Linked DNA regions of Ovis aries: region 2 is linked to region 1. A link is a contact called in public Hi-C data. All regions are on one chromosome and are shown on one strand. Each heading gives the region's core, a stretch centred on a gene start, on an enhancer-like site or on the middle of the called end of the contact. The rest is flanking DNA. Distances are from core to core; before and after follow the strand shown. Region 1 overlaps ATG10 (autophagy related 10). Region 2 overlaps ATG10 (autophagy related 10).

Region 1 (3,101 bases), core at 215-2,714:
TCTATTAAATGTCTAATGTATGTAAGACAAGTAATGAAGAGTCAAAGGTGAATACTCCACAGTCTCTGTCCTTCAGGTACTTATAATCTAGTTGAATAGAGAGAATTATGAAGATCTTCCTATTTATAAGGTAGAATATGGGCCACTTATCTTGATAAAGAATCATTGGAAATATCATTGAGAGGTTGATATTTGAATTGGACCTTGAAGGAGAGGTTTTCTAAAATGGAGATTCTAGATTGGAGAGAAGAGCAACAATGCAGGATGTATTTGGGAAAAAGAAAGTATAGGGATGGCTTGATAGAAATGGTGAATAGAGGGAATGTACTGGGAAATGAGATCAGAAAGCTAAGGTGGAGTCAGATATGAAGCACCTTGAAATCCATGCTTAGGGGTTTTGGTTTTATTCTTTTGGCACAGGAGAGCAAATTGCAGGCCATTAGAAGGAAACAACTGATGTTTTTCATTCAGGGTAAAAGGTTACCTGGAGAACTGAGAGAATAAAACTGGACCTTTATGTACTTTTGTTCATGAGGGGACTATTCTATAATAGTAATATCTTTTATTTATATTTTAGATATATACATCATGCATGTGTTTACAGATACCTATGTATATGTTTGTATATATATTTTTGCACACATACAATTTATACAATAATACTGTTCCTAAATCATATATGTATTTGTATTTTGTATCCTTTAGAAGTATTCAAATTCAATTCAAATACTTTTAAACCTATAAACTTTGTTTATACTAGAGTGGAAGTTGCTCAGTTGTGTCCGACTCTTTGTGACCCCCATGGACTGTCTATGGAATTCTCCAGGCCAGAATACTGGAATAGGTAGCCTTTCCCTTCTCCGGGGGATCTTCCCAACCCAGGGATCAAATCTAGGTCTCCCACATTGCAGGCGGATTCTTTACCGTCTGAGCCACAAGGGAAGCCTTTAGAAGTATCTTGAGATTTAAAGATTTGTACTAAAAATATATTAGGTAATGTGCACCAGATCTCATAGCAAATTCGGAACAAAGCTGGTGTCCAAAAGAATGCCCAGGTTTTCAGTCTCTGTGACCAGAAAGTTGAACAAGCTGCCATTACCCTCACTGGAGATGTAAAGGGTGACAGAGGCTGGAGTGGAGGTGGAGGGTGGCGTTTATTCGGTGCTGTCAGATCAGACTGGAAATGCTGGAGGACATCCATCCTTATAAAGATGTCTAGCGCATACTTCCAGTTTTAGGTTTGGAGCTCAGAAGAGAAGCCAGAGCTAGAGTTTGGGAGTGAATGAGATAAATCAGGGCAATTAGACTGAGAAGAGGAGAGAAGTGAGAACGAAACCTTGGGGGATGCCTACGTGTAGGAAGGTAAAGAAAGGAAGAAGTGTGGGAAGGAGCCTGTACAGACACTGACAGAGCTGCGAGCAGGCAGGAAAATGCCCCACTTGTTACTCAACAATATGTCCACTGCTGCTGAGCGCAGAACACTGAAGCCACTGTCCAGCGTGTAGAGGACCTGAGCAGAGTCAGCTGCTGCAGGGCATAGTTTAGGATGGGGACTGAAGGGAGGATCATTGGGTTTGTTTATTCAGGAGATCAGACTTCCTGAATAGTTCCTTTAGTTGTGTACTAAAATACAAAGTAGACTTCCACCTCACAGCTCTGTTTATGCAAAGTTAAAAGATCCCAGAGGACTACCACCTGGCTCAAAATTTATGAGCTATGTTTGATATCCATGTATGTTGTTTATGGGTCAAACTCACTTGTGTAGTTTTCAAAAGATGTATAGTGCCTTTGTAACCGTGATGATTTATCTTTATTTTATGACTACTTTGTACTTGATTTTTTTGTAACATTAAAATATCACTATTATCTTTGTGTAAGTTCATTAAAATTAAAATACAAAGAAGAAATTTAAAAAATTTTTCCTTAAATAACAACCATAATACATTAAATAACCAGAAATAGAACAAACTTCTCTTTGTGCATCCTCCTCTCTCCCTTCTTTCTTTTTTTCCTATTCTTTGTTGATCAGAGTGTGCCTATTATTTTGAATAAAAAGGATTAAATTCACTTTTACTTAAATTTATGAAAAGGGAAAGACACTTAAGGTACCTAAAAGAATTGTAGAGCTTCCAAATAAGAACTTCTTGACTACAGGATATAGTATAAGTGTATGGTTTGAAAGATCTGTTTACAGTTAAGAACTGAGATAACGAAAAACATAATGAGGTTAGAGTTGCTGTTTTACCATACATGTTTCTCTTGAGACCTTATAGATTGTTTCAGAAAGATGCACGTGCATGTTCTACCTTCTTGTCCCACCCCAATTTTTGTTTGTTACATTAGTTGTACTTGTTTAAGTTTTATAACATTTACATTGTTATATACATGTTAAACTAAGGCCTATAATCACTGCAGCCATGAAATTAAAAGATGCTTACTCCTTGGAAGAAAAGTTATGACCAACCTAGATAGCATATTCAAAAGCAGAGACATTACTTTGCCAACAAAGGTCCATCTGGTCAAGGCTATAGTTTTCCAGTGGTCATGTATGGATGTGAGAGTTGGACTGTGAAGAAAGCTGAGCGCCGAAGAATTGATGCCTTGGACTGCAGGGAGATCCAACCAGTCCATTCTGAAGGAGATCAGCCTTGGGATTTCTTTGGAAGGATGGATGCTAAAGCCGAAATTCCAGTACCTTGACCACCTCATGCGAAGAGTTGACTCATTGGAAAAGACTCTGATGTTGGGAGGGATTGGGGGCAGGAGGAGAAGGGGATGACTGAGGATGAGATGGCTGCATGGCATCACTGACTTGATGGATGTGAGTCTGAGTGAACTCCGGGAGTTGGTGATGGACAGGGAGGCCTGGCGTGCTGTGATCCATGGGGTCACAAAGAGTCAGACATGACTGAGCAACTGAACTGAACTGAACTGAACTGAACTGAAGGCCTATATGGTTTAAATCTAGTTGTGTATTTAACTAGAGTTCAGTACTCACCATGATTTTTTTTTTAACCATGGTGTTTGCATCCTTGAATTTTAATTTTGATTCTTATTTTAGTTGTTTAGTTTCCATCAATAAGTGGAATTATTTAGATAAT
Region 2 (3,101 bases), core at 390-2,889, 52 kb after region 1:
GAGGTAACCGAGACCACCACGGCAGCTGAAGTGATTAAATATGAGTATCATGTCTTATATTCCTGCAGCTACCAAGTGCCTGTGCTTTACTTTAGGGCAAGCTTTTTAGGTAAGACCATGTTGGAAGCTAAATGTAAATTCATAACATTTACATATAAGGCAGAAAGCAGATTTGGAAAATTATTCTTGAGAGAAAAAAAGAAAAGAGTTAAAAATAAGAAAACTGTGGGTGAGGTAAGGTTTTACCAGTAAATTTTCTCATGCTTTAGAAAGAATATCAAGACTTTAGAGTGAATGATATCATCTCAGCCCTAAGTCTGATCTGCAGATTCTTGGCCTCCTGCCCAGCGTTGACTAAGCCCCCTGGCCCTTTTTCTTTTCTTTACTTTAAACAAGTAGGAACAACTTAAAGCTACAATGTTTATTTACTTCTAACTTTACAGTGAAAATTTCTTTCAATCTCAAATGATCCCATTAACTCAAAAGTCCCCATGCCTCCTTCCCCAACACTAATTATTATTTTAGGAACTGTTTATCAGTCCATTTAAGCTATGTTTAAAAATAGCACTAACATTTCCTTCGGCCATCTATACATCTCCAGTGCCTCAGCTTCCTGCAGTGTTACTCAACTCATCCCCCTTGCCAAGAAGGTGGAACACCCTGTCTCCTCTGAGGTCTTGGCTAATAAAGCTTATTTAATCAGCGGCCACATGAAGTCCTCACCCTGCAGCACAGCCAGGGCTCCCCGCTTCACGTCCTCTGACTAAACCAGGTCAGCGTTTTGAGGCCTCTCCACCCTGGGCTCAGAAGTCAAGAGGAACCACCTCCCCAGCCCACCCCTACCCCATTTCTCTTTTTCTCTCTGGACTTATCAGCAGCATTTTGCATTTTGGACAGCCTTCTAACCTTTTCTGGATAGCTAAGACATCTGAATTTAGCCAGTGATATTTTATTTTTAATTAAAAAGTAGCTTAAGCTGCTTTGAATGTGTATTTGGTAGATTTAATCACTTGCTGCCTTATATTGTTTAATGGTCTCTAATTTTGCAGTGTTGGCGGTTTAACAAGCACTTAGGATTTAAAACACAAGAACAAATTCTCATAGACTCCCTGGTGAGAAGATTTTAATCTGAGGTGCAGCTCCTAAGAACTGACAATTTGGGGTAAATTTTCAACATGGGACATGGGGAATTAAGGACACTGAGTTTACTAATTCACAAACTCTTGCTGCAGATTAATCCATATGATTATTATAGGCCTTTAAAATACTCACTTTATTGTGATTCTACTTGGTTTGGAGCCCAGAGGTTAAAGGAAGCTTCTTGTCAGTGAGCTGTGTTATACTGAAAAATAGAAGGGGTTACATTTATTTACTGGAGGGGAGAAAAATGTCCTTCTCGGTTTTGGTTTGCAAGGACTCTACCCAGTAGCTTCTGGATTCATGTCGAGGCTGCAGGTAAAGGAAACAGGATACCATTTCTTCAATACTGTACTTTCATGTAATTAGTATTCACCATAAGCAGTTAATCACCAGAGAAGAGCTCCCAGAGACAAAACAAGTTGTTTAGCTTGTCAGCGTTAGGGAATCGGAGGTGTTGAAACATGACTGCTTCTAGCTGGAAGTGGGTCTTGCTGAGGCTGGTGGATGAGCTCATACGTGTGCTTTGCTCTTATGTGCCAACAGCTCCCCTTACAGTACAGCACAGTAATTGTTCCTGCAAGTTCAATTATATTTTAATGAAATTTGTATACTTTCTACGCTCTTTTCTTCATGGTGGTTTTCTGTTTCTTAAAAAAAACACACAAAATAACTAGCCTTTTTTGATTCTATTTATATATTTTAAGATGCTCTTTGTTTATGCTTTTATAAAGGAAACACAAACAAGTCATTTACTTTGTGTCGAAGCATTTCTTATTCTTCACCCTCCCCATTCTGTGTTGTATAGAATTAGCGTTAGGAATTTTTAAATTCTGGAATTCACTTAGTGATTTTTCAGGTGCATTAGAATATCAGATTTAATATTTGCAAAGCATACTGAGTGTTTTCTTGTGGAGAAACATGAAGAATGGTTCTTTCCTTTATCAGAGTCTGATAATTTCTTTTCCTTTCTCTACCTAACTTAACCTAACAGGTGTTCTGAAAATGTATTATCCTTTACTCTGGAGTCATAATTTTTCCTTTTTTCCCCTCAGTCCATTCCCTGTTCATATGTTATGTGGTTACTCTGGCCTTTCATCTGTTAAACAAATCTCTGTTAGTGTGGTGAATTGAATTCCTAACATCTTCTTCTTATTCCAGGTCCAGATTTTTCTTTGTCTCATTCTAAGAGAATTCCGACCTAGAAACAGGATGGCTATAAAATTTCTTGCTCAGGGGTCTTTTTTTGTTATTGTTGCTTCAAAAATAGTTCACTCAGCCTTGTTTTTGACAGGTATTTAGAATTTTTTTTTTTTTTTTTTTTTTGCATTTGAGTCTTAGTAAAAATTAGTTTCTCTGCTTTGCTCTGAATTTTATTCTAGTACCTTTTTTTTTTAGGTAAAGCAAGTAGTAAGTAATTCCTATTTAAATTGATATTACCTTTTCTTTTATCAACTAGCTTAGATGTAAGAGGAAATCTTTATTCTGTTTCTTAAAGTACAACTACATTGGACTGTGATCACCTCTTACTCCTTGATATGTCCAGTGTCTGCCAGGCCAACTATTGCCCAAGACTCAGCTAACATGCCATTTGTTGTTATCACCCCTGTGTCATATTATATCACATTATATCATATATCACATGTTGCATGATATCAGAAAATTATTTGTTTACTTGTTCCCTATAAAATGATAATCTAGAAGGGAGGAGGTTAAGGTAAAAAGAGAGAGAAAGGCAATTAATAGTGAGTACTTCAGCCTACAGAGTGATAAGCTTTACTCATAGATGTGTGTGGGTGTGTAATACTTATATTACATATATATTCTTTGTCTTACTCATTTTAATGCCCATAGTATTAACTGTGGCACAATGTCAGCAACTATTGAATGAACCTAGAGGAGGAATTTCTAACCATTTCTGCATACAGTTCAAAGATGGAAACCTCGAAACCTTATGATGGTTT

Evidence for each region. Hi-C and Micro-C count contacts between places; a contact is called where the count stands out from the background.
Region 2: a contact with region 1 is called in a Hi-C map of hypothalamus, with 2.5 times the contacts expected there. The contact joins two enhancer-like sites. A contact is called at or near these places in 4 of 16 Hi-C or Micro-C datasets (hypothalamus, liver, skin fibroblasts and 1 more).

What each region holds. Positions count from the first base shown.
Region 1 is chr5:79,619,252-79,622,352 of ARS-UI_Ramb_v3.0, forward strand. The region is part of intron 3 of ATG10 (autophagy related 10); the gene reads left to right. Among named protein-coding and RNA genes, the nearest start is that of TRNAC-GCA, 27 kb to the left of the region's middle. Within about 2 kb of position 1,465, at least 9 of the 54 cell types and tissues checked have an H3K27ac peak or open chromatin away from gene starts, as enhancers often do. A contact at or near this core is called in hypothalamus, where this site is marked.
Region 2 is chr5:79,671,467-79,674,567 of ARS-UI_Ramb_v3.0, forward strand. It overlaps ATG10 (autophagy related 10), which reads left to right. Exons shown (of 7, transcript XM_060415984.1): 4 at 1-109. Among named protein-coding and RNA genes, the nearest start is that of TRNAC-GCA, 79 kb to the left of the region's middle. Within about 2 kb of position 1,640, at least 39 of the 54 cell types and tissues checked have an H3K27ac peak or open chromatin away from gene starts, as enhancers often do. A contact at or near this core is called in hypothalamus, where this site is marked.